Regions from separate parts of the Mus musculus genome. Here region 1 is linked to region 2. The links are chromatin contacts, called in public HiChIP or PLAC-seq maps. All regions are on one chromosome and are shown on one strand. Each heading gives the region's core, a stretch centred on a gene start, on an enhancer-like site or on the middle of the called end of the contact. The rest is flanking DNA. Distances are from core to core; before and after follow the strand shown.

Region 1 (5,194 bases), core at 212-2,711, 770 kb before region 2:
AATCTATGAGCTAAGTGGGCTAGGCATCTAACAGTAGCTAACATACATAGCTCTGAAAGGGAGCCCCCCATTTTGTTGTACTTATATACAGTCTCCACTATTATTGTTGTAGCTAACTACTTGTTCCCAGGAAGCACCATTAGCATACTGAGGAAGGAGTTTGACTAACTGACTGACAGCCAAGAACAGACATGTGCTCAGTTGATTTTACAAGTGGGTGGGGTAGAGAACTGAATGATCTGTTTCCACCCACCCCCAAGCTAGGTTCATATATTCATTTGTTTGTTTGTTTATCCTGTGTGACACAGCACATATATAGAGGTCAGAGGACAACATGTGGGGGCTCCGTGATCAAACTCAGGTCACCAGACTTGTGGCAAGTGCTTTTACCTGCCGAACTCTCTTACAGACTTTGGTGGGAATACAAATATCCTCATATTCTGAATCTAGCCTAAGAATTTCGTATATTGTCAGTAGCTTCTGCACATGGTTGCTAATATTCGCTGTTCATGTTTCCCCAAGTGCCTGACCATTCAGCCAAAATGTTGGGTCCCATCCACAAGTCACTGATGGCTGTCAGGGGATCCCAGGAAGCAGGCAACTACACTTCTGAGTAAAGTTCTCCCCAGCAGGAAGGGGAGTGTTTTCCAGGGCCACTCTGGGTGCATCTAATGCCACACAGTGCTGGTATCTAGTCCAACACAACCTGTAAGTTGGTTAGAGATTTTCTTCCTCACTTTATCATGCCTATGGATATCATGATGCTATGTGGGGTGAAGGAGGGGAACCAGTTTGTGGCTAATGAGAGGGTCTCAGGTTTAAGGACCTACATCAGACCAAACTCTCCATTGCTGTATCCCTCAGTGACGGAATGCTGCTGGCCGCTCCCTGCTCCAGGGCACTATCTCGGATTAGAGAGAAGGAAAATCCTGCCCAGCTGGTGATAAGCAACCCAACTAACTAATCTCTGCATGTCTACAGTCAAATAGTCATTATCAGGATCCGATATCAAATTAAGAGCTATTTATCAAAAAAGAGAATAGGTATTTGTTGAAGAGAGAATGTCTTTGTGATGATAAAATTGGGTTCTTGATAGGATTATTATTCTCGTTTAGGCCTGCCACAGGCTCTAGAGAATTCTAAATTAGCCACGCAGACACTAGAGACTGTCACGGCAGTGGAAGCCACTGCCAGCCATCTTTCATCATGGCTTTTAACACCAGTGGCTTTATAGGTTGCTCAAGGCACACGTTAACCACCAAGTATGTTCTGTCTTCTCAAGGCAGTTTCCAGGCATAGTGAGATCTCCTTTTATAGAGGATGTCCTGCTACATCTCGATCACTGGAGTCCAGAAGCCTTCTGACCCACAGGACAACGCAAACTGGTGAGAGCACAGTACAGTGCTTCTGGTGGGCAGCATCTGTTCCATCTCTCTATCAGGGAGAATAAACTATTTCTGGTACTCTCAGCTTGTTGCCATAGGAGACATGTATCCACCAAATACACAGGAGCTCGTGAGAAGCCTCCTTTTATTGATTTGACCCCTTAATGAAACGACAGCTGTGCATTAGGCCTGGAATCCCAGCTGAGACAGGAGACTCAGTCTGGATAGCAAGAACCTCCTGTCTCAAACAGAAGAGGGACACACAGACACACAGACATGCACACAGAGAGACACACACACAGAGACAGAGGGAGGCAGGCAGGCAGACAGACAGAGACAGAGACAAAGAGAGGTCAATGACGTGACGGACAGATATGATGTCAAGACCTGTTTATCTTCAGGCCAAGTCAACCTCAAGCTCACTAAAGACATGACAGGAATTTTTCCTTTCTTAACTCCTGTTCCTCTGCTGCTTGTACCAACCATTTTCAACATTTTTTATTTTTAAATATTCTGTGTGTGTGTGAATGCAAGTACCCACAGAGGCCAGAGTGTTGGGGCTCCCTCCCTGCAACTAGCCTTCCTGGCAGTCGTGAGTTGGGATTCCAACTCCAGAACAGAGCCTGTACCAGCCCCAAAGGCACTTTTCCTCATTTTAAATGAAGCACTGGTGGAGTTTATAGTGAGGAGATTTTAGCATAGACTTGAGCATGAAGGATAAGACAGAGAGAAGTTGAGAGAAAGACACACCCATGTGCCGGTGTGCACTTCTCCTGGGCACTTCAGCAGCGGCCACTTCTAAGTACTTTTAGTGCTTGCAGTTTTCAGTCCCTCCACAGAATGCTACCACCCATCCCATTTTACAGACGAAGAAGTCTCATTAAGTGACTAAGGAGCTTGCCCAAGTCACACATCAGTAATTAAATGTAAGTGGTTTAGATCCAGGCCAGTTCTCTCAGACATCACTTCCTTGTGATAAATAAAATATTCAACAGGAAAGCCACGTCTTTCCTTACGCAGCATGCATGGAGAGAAAGCTGTTGAAGTTATTCATTGAGAGAAGAGTCAATGGAAGCCCTGGATGTTTTTGTAAAGCAGTTAATTCAGGTAACTTCCCCGTGCTTCCATTGAACCTAGTTCTCAGGCCATGCTAAGCCAGCTGCATCTCCAGCCAGCAGGCAAACTGAGATTTTTTCCCCCTCTTTTTTTTCTTCTAGTATTTCCCTTGGCCATTTATGAAATTGCACTCCTTTATGAGTTCATTGTTTGTCTTCCTCCTGAGATAGGGAATTCCTTGAAGGGAAGGATCATATTTCTTTTCCTTTTTTATCTTCTGCAACAATGTACAATGGAGGGTTGCTCACCATAAAGACAGCAAATTATTCTATTCAAAAGAAATAGTACTAATTATTCAAACTCAGTGTTTGTGAATACCTTCTCCCCAAGGGCACAGGCTTATTTCAGAGCCTTTGATTGAACAAGCCCTGATACTATTCTTCTAAGAGTTAAACATTCTTTTCCTTGTTTCACAATCGAGGACCTCACTGTCAAAAGGTCAAGTGACTTGCCAAAAGTTATAAAGTCAGTCACTGAAGGGAAAAAAAAAATCCAACCATCTAGCAATTATCTTTTCTTATTACAGAACAATTCTCTGCAAGCTGAATTAATTCACGAATATATTAAAAATATTTAAAAGTGTATTTGAGGACAATGAAGCCAGTCTTGAATACAAAACAGTCAATTATGTTAACTTTTTTTTTATGAATTATTTTGAAAATCGATCCTGAAGGGCCTCCAGAACCTACTTTCTGTGTTATCTTTGTTTCCTGCACATTATTTCAGTAAACACGGGCTGCATCCTCCCAGGAGAGATGCAGGGCGGAGGTGAGACAAAGCTGCACACCACTTAACTTGTTTTGGCCTCAGTAAGGAAACGTGGCCACTCCAGATGTTTCCATGGTCTGAGCACATTGGATCCAGTGGGTAGGCGAGGCTGGGCTGAGACTCAAAGACAGGGGCTTTCTTTTAGCCAACAATAAAATCCCTGCTTCCGCTCACAAGGGCTTCTTTTTTAAGAAGGAATATTGCTGCTACTCAGTTATAGATTGGTTCTAGCTAATGACAATCCGGGAACTTGAATTTCTAAGCGTGGATATAGTTATTTTCTCCCCGATGTCTGCCCCAGAGACTGTCCTGTCCCTCAGACCTTGTTAATAGCATCAACATCCCCGGAGCTGAGTTGAAAACCTCGAGCTCATTCCGGAAGCTCCAAGCTCCGTCTCCCTCACCTTCCTGTGTCTGTCCGGTCGCGGTACCTCCTCCTCTCTTGTGTAACGAACCTGCCATCAGTCCACCGCCTCTCTGCCTCTATTCTCTATGATGACAGTCCCCTAGGTGCCTTTCCTGCCTCCTCTCTATTTCTGGCCATTTTCCCTCACCAGTTTAACAGAGTTATTTGTATATTTAAAAATAACCTATAGCTATCTTTGCCTTTGTTTGATTTTTCTAAGACAGGTACTCAATATACAGATCAAACCAGTCTCGACTGCACAGAGATCTTCCTGCCTCTGTTTTCTTAGTGCTGGGACTAAAGGCATGTGACACTACTCCTGATGTTTTAAGTTTTTGTTAGTAAATATCAATTATACCTAATAATGGGTTTCATTATGACATTTTCATACATGTGCATAATATGTTTCAAATATATTCACCCCTGTTACCCTCTCATGTCCCTCCCCATCCCACTAATCTCTTTTTCTTTATTCCTAGATCCCTCCCACATTTGTGCCTTTTCCCCCCCATCAGAGTTGCTCACAGGAGTATGGGTGAGAGGTTATTTACAGGAGCATAGGTATTTTGCCACTAGCAACACTATTGAAGACAGTCTCTCCCTCCCCTAGCAACCAGTGATGGTCTACAAATCCTCACGGATTGGGGGGGGGGTGTCTCAGGAATCTTTCCTTGCTACCATTAAATGTCTGTGTTTCCTCAGAGAATGAGGGTTTTGTTGTTTTCCATAACAAACTTAAGTATTTATTTCAAGGTCTTTCTTCCTTCTCCTTCCTTCCTTCCTTCCTTCCTTCCTTCCTTCCTTCCTTCCTTCCTTCCTTCCTTCCTCCCTCCCTCCCTCCCTCCCTCCCTCCCTCCCCCCTCTCTCTTTCTTTCTTTCTTTCTTTCTTTCTTTCTTTCTTTCTTTCTTTCTTTCTTTCTTTCTTTCTTTCTTTCTTTCTTTCTTTCTTTCTTTTTTGAGATAGACTCTTAGGTAGCCCAGGCCGGCCTTGAACTTGCTGTACCATCATGGGTAGTCTTGAACTCCCACTCCTCTTGCCTTTACCTTCTCAGTGCTGGGATTACCAGGGTATCACCACACCCAGTTTGTGGGGTACTGCTGACTGAACCCAGGGCTCTGTGTTTGCCAGGCAAGCACTCTATCACTTGCACAGTGTCCACTCCATGGCTTTGAAGGCAGGGTCAGACTTGGGAAGTGGCCAGCTGCTTTGAGACTATGAGGTTGGGAACTGGTGTTGTTGTTGTTGTTGTGTTGTTTTGTTTTGTTTTTAAACAGGTATCCCTATGCAGCCCTGGTATGTAGACCAGGCTATCCTTAGACTCACAGAGACCTACCTGCCTCTACTTCCTGAGTGCTGGAACAAAAGGCTGGCCAGCTCAGGAACTGTTTTTGGAGCAGAGTCTTCTAATAGGTCAGGCTGACCTGGATCTTACTATGTAGCCCAGGCTAGCCTCAGACTTGAGTCTCAGCCTCCCAGGTGCCCAGTTCATAATCTTATTTTATTCTACTTCCTTGAAAA
Region 2 (5,118 bases), core at 455-2,954:
GGAGGTATGAAAGTAGACTCATCGCTGTCTGTGCACTGACGGCTGTCAGATCATAGGGAACCATGGAGAACAGACTTCTTCCATTGCTAATTTTTTCAGGCTGTGACCATAATACCATCTGGCTCACGTAAACCCTATGCTGTGTGTGTATAATATATATGAATATGTGTGTATGTATATGTTGTATATGTAAATGTGTATATGTGGGTGTGGGTGTGTGTGTATAAATTTGGAACAATCATATTTCCAGAACTATTATGGATCGACTCTTCTGGCATACCATGGTAGGCACCGTTTTTAAAAATGAGATTGAAAACATACCTTTAACAGTACAAAGAACATCAGATAGTGGACAATTTGCTAAACTCCATTCGGTGACAGACAACGTCTTTGATAAAGTATTGCCATCACCCTTGCTGTCACCAGTGATGTAAGGAGAAGCCATTGTATTGCTGCAAAGCAAGAATCTTTCTTTCTTCAGAAAGAATGGGACGCTACCTCCACACACTTGCTACACGGCCTCCCTTCTGCCACACTGAGTTCACAGAAGCCCACACTGCCTTCCAGGACTTTCAGCTGCATGAGAGAAGACTGAAATGCTGACCATTTCAGTGTTTTCAGTTTTACATCAGGGAGTGATGCCATCTGATGCTAATAATGAATCTGTCCCATAGGTTGAAGGGGACCAGCTGCCTCCAGGACACACAGTCAGTCAGTACGAGACCTGCAAGATCAGGACCATCAAAGCTGGTACGCTGGAGAAGCTTGTGGAGAACCTGCTGACGGCTTTTGGGGACAATGACTTTACCTACATCAGCATCTTTTTGTCGACATACAGAGGCTTTGCCTCGACTAAGGAAGTGCTGGAGCTGCTGCTGGACAGGTACGATCTAAGGGCGGATGTCGAGGAGAACCTAAGGGTGTGGCTCTGAATCAAGGGCACTTGGGAGTCTGGGAAGGAGGAAGAAGGAGAGATGAACTGGAAAAGCCAACCTTTGGAATGAGTGGCATACAGAATGTCAACTCTGTGGTCTATTTCTAGGGTAAAGAAATCCCTCTTAGAACGTTCGTAAAGGCTGGATATGGTGGCACATGCTTCTAATCTTGGTATTGGAGAAGCTGAGCCAGCTTGGACCTCATAGCAGTGCTTTGTCTCAGAAGCAAAAGCAAAAACAAAGAAAAACTAAGCAATAACCTGTAAAAAAAAATGAACAAAAGAATTAAAAGTAGGTTTTATAAACATAGATTCAACTATTTATAAATTTCAATATCTGTTTGCTACTCTTAATTTCACATTTGATACAGATTAATTTTTAATTTCTTTACAAGTACTCATCCAGCTAGGACTCTCCTTGTTCTGGGGACTGAATGTGCTCACACATATGAAGTATGGAGCTCCGTTCTAGATCTGTAGGATCCAGATGAGTGGAGGCTCTGGCAGTGGCAGTCGGGGCTGTCAACAATCACTGCGGAGTCAGTGCTTATGGCCGTGTGCCTGAGTGATGTCTGTGCTCCTCAGCAGCGTATGCTGTGACTCATGTAGGACAGTCTTTGTTTCCCCTTTACCTTTGTTTTATTTATAGGAAAACTTAGGCACTTTGTAAACATACTGTTATATTGACTTAGTCCTGGGACAAAGAAAACTGTCAGCCAAACAATTGTTTTAGAATCCTGAGACTCTCACTCAGGTCCTTGTGGTCTGAGGTTTCCTGCCTAAGGAAGGAAGTGGGATCCAGTGCTTTTGTTAGGCTTATTTTGCCCGTGCGTGTGTGTGTGTGTGTGTGTGTGTGTTTATTTAATTTTAAAGGAATACACAATCATGTTGAAAATGTTAAAAATTCCTTTATGATGGCAAGTATGAAAAGAAATACTAAAGTTTTCTCAAATTGCTGTCTTACTCAAGGAACACTTTAGGTTTTAAAATATAAATTTCATATATACATGAAAAAGCTTTGTATATTTACATTCTTAATATACAGTGCACCGTATATATTGTCTTTATAGACTTATTTGTCAGAAGAGTTTATTAAGTACGTTGTAAGACAGCCCCAGGCTCGGCAGTAGTGACAGCCCTGCCTGCCTCTATAGATTCACAGCGCATACATGACACAATGAGATCAGTCAGAGTGACCGAGTGACCTATTTTATTTGTACACACTGATCCACCTTGGAGATATGTGGGCTCATTCAGTGACTCGGCATTTGTAAAAGGCTCATGACAGTGGCTGCCATATTTAAAGTACAGGAAATGTCCGTTGTTAGTTCCAAATAAGCACATGTGGGTAGGGTTTCTAGCTTCTCTTCTAGTGCCTTTCTAGTACTTACGGAGTTGATAATTTCATGGGCAAAGAATTAAGCACTTTTTAGTTTTTCAAATTGTTTTGAGAAATCTGTGAGAACAGAACCAACCACAAGGGTCGTCTTTATACATAGGCAAGCTTTCTGAGATTCCTAAAGTGTAATTTCACGGAAGAGTAACTACACCAGGATATAGGAATTTAGGAGCCTGCCATCTGCGCCTCCAGAAGGTTCCACCAGCCATACTGCTGTTCTGAGCACTCCCTACCACAGCCCCCCACCCCCACCCCCAGTTCCCGATGTTCTGTCTCCTCCCCTGAGCTGTCTTTACCTGATCTGTCCATTGAAAAATGGTTCCGTGACTCGAACTTCTCATGTTTATGAGTAGTGTTTGGTGTTTCAGAAGCCACACCATTAGTTGGGTGTGAACTCCTCCCATCCTATACTCTTTTCCTTTGAACTACTTTAATCTAATTATTAGTCGTCAAATTATAATTCTTTGTATATTAAAGAAATTTGATTTTTTGCTTATAATTATATTGGGAATATTTTTCCTAATTTGTTCTTAGATTTTAAAGTCTGTTCCTTAAGAATTGGTATTTAACTATTTTATGAAATATTTCTGTCTTCAGAAAGGCTTTGAATAAAGACCTTTCTATTCCAGGTTAAGGCTATTGACAAGAGTAGTGTTTGTCAGCTTTCTGTCCCCGTGACACAGACCTGACAGAATCAACTTATGCCAGGAGAGGGTTGATTTGGGACCCACAGTGTTGGAGGTTTCAGCCTGTGATAGATTGGCCACAGGTCACTGTACGATGGTGGGAGTGTACTGTGGAGCGAAGCTGCTTGCCTCTGAGTACGGAGTGAAGAGAAGGAGGCTGAGCCTCTCCTCTCTCCTCCTGAGGGGACTGAGGACGGCCAAGTGGAATGCCATGTAAAGGCCCCACCACCTGCGCTAACCCCACCCTGGGCATCGGGTTTTAACACAGAGACACTTTGGGGGCACAAGCTCCTAAACACTGGATCTGTGTTTTTATGGGTGCACATGCAGAGAAATTATTGGCTCAGTGTTTATATTTAGGGTCACTCATAAAGCATATATTCTTTATGGCACACTGATCTGCCCACAGTGTCCTGTGCTATGGCGTAAAGATGTGTCATTTTCTGCATGACAGTACTTGACAAAATATTAAGCCTGGAATAGTAAGTTTGGTGGGTCTTTTTTTTTTTTTAAATATCACAGTTCTTATGTAATAGTTCATTTGTGCAAGTAGAAATTGGAGAATTAATGAAATTTCTCTTTTCAGTACTTCATAGCTGTAAAAAAGATGGAGCCTGGTAATTGTTGGCAGTCAGTATTTGGAAATGAAATTCTCTTACAAGTTCCCTTTGAATCAGTGACCTCTTCTCCACAGGAGGTAACTTCACTGATAATAGCCCACAGATGTCCACAGTGTGTAAAGGGTGCACGGAAGCTCCAGCTGCCTGTCTTAAAGACTGGACACACACACACCAGGAAATAGAGTGTTTAGTCTATGACTTTTTATTTGGTGATTTTTAAAAACATCTATTCTTTGTTCTATGGATAGAATCATTGGGATTTAAAAAAAAACACTAAGTTGATAACAATGATTATATAGTATATCTAATATGAATTTAGATTGCATTGGATTCAAACTATCATTTGAAGTACAGCTGAATGAAGAGTTAAGATTTAGTCTGTGCCATGTGAGTAGGCTTAAAGCTGGCTTTGAGTGTGATCTCAGAGTTCAATCCGTTGCTTGTTTCTTCAATGAGGGGATTAAGGGCGGATACCTGTGTAATGTAACCCGCAGCAAGCACTCTGCAAGTCTTCACATAGACGGGACTCAGATAGGAACGATTTAGTCTCTGCCCTGAGGTAGTTCAAAGATGGATTCTGCTTGAGCTGGTGGCGCCTCAGCTCGGTGGCCCTTCACTTGGAGCTCTTCCCCATGACGCTAGCCTCTTAATTTCATATTCCTTTCCCTTAGGGGAACCCCTCAGATTGCAAAGGCCAGCTCCATTAGACTTAGACCCACTCCTCAGGACATTTTCCTGCAAAAGATAAGGCTGGCTTGCAAGTGCTAAGTCACCATACAAGGTGATAGAGGGTTCTAATATGTGCTGGTGGAGGAGTTCAGAGAAACAAATCCCATTTAGTTTGCTTTCTCTGCAGAAATGTAATCTTGTCTCTGTGTGTGCCAACCTCAACAGGAATATTTCTTTCCCACCTCATTTCTTACTCACGCTGAAATCTTGTGGCCCCGATTCAGTCTCCACCGAAATCCAACTGTAGAGTCTGTGAAATGCTGTGTTCCCAAATTGGTTGTTAGGATTTTTATGCCTGTAATAAAGAGGAAGCAATTTATTGTGCAGACTCACCTGTTCAGAAGATAACCATTGGAAATACCATTTTCACACCGTTAGGTTGTTAGGCTTGTTTGTGAGCCTCAGACAGAATCTTTCAGGTATTTCTTTTGGTGTCTTCAGTGGCGTGGGAAGAAGGTTGCGAGCCAATCGCAGTATGTGCTAACCCTGTAATGAGCAGACACGAATAGATTCCTGCAGATGCTGCAGTGCCCCTTTCCCACCGGAGTCTGGCTTGTGTGAAGTCAAGCTTTGATTTCCCTTAAGACTTCCAGTTGTGGCTTTCCCTGTATGGAACTGTTTACTTTCTGAGATTTCTTTTTAATCTGTTCATAGTTTTGTTTTTTCTTCTCCCTAGTATGGGTCTGTGGGATTGACAAGTAGGCAGTGTTGTGAAGTCATAGCTAATTCCATGTCGACTTTCTCCTTTGC

The links. HiChIP or PLAC-seq counts read pairs in DNA pulled down with a chosen protein or histone mark.
Region 1: an H3K27ac HiChIP or PLAC-seq map of extraembryonic endoderm stem cells shows a contact between it and region 2, with 2.1 times the contacts expected there. The contact joins two enhancer-like sites. A contact is called at or near these places in 2 of 115 datasets of contacts at active chromatin or transcription factors (extraembryonic endoderm stem cells and large pre-B cells) and 1 of 9 other capture datasets (embryonic stem cells).

What each region holds. Positions count from the first base shown.
Region 1 is chr1:153,352,373-153,357,566 of GRCm38.p6, reverse strand. No RefSeq gene overlaps it. Among named protein-coding and RNA genes, the nearest start is that of Lamc1, 22 kb to the right of the region's middle. Within about 2 kb of position 1,461, at least 12 of the 459 cell types and tissues checked have an H3K27ac peak or open chromatin away from gene starts, as enhancers often do. A contact at or near this core is called in extraembryonic endoderm stem cells, where this site is marked.
Region 2 is chr1:152,582,172-152,587,289 of GRCm38.p6, reverse strand. Rgl1 (ral guanine nucleotide dissociation stimulator,-like 1) reads left to right here. Exons shown (of 18, transcript NM_016846.4): 3 at 675-883. Among named protein-coding and RNA genes, the nearest start is that of Rgl1, 40 kb to the left of the region's middle. Within about 2 kb of position 1,704, at least 30 of the 459 cell types and tissues checked have an H3K27ac peak or open chromatin away from gene starts, as enhancers often do. A contact at or near this core is called in extraembryonic endoderm stem cells, where this site is marked.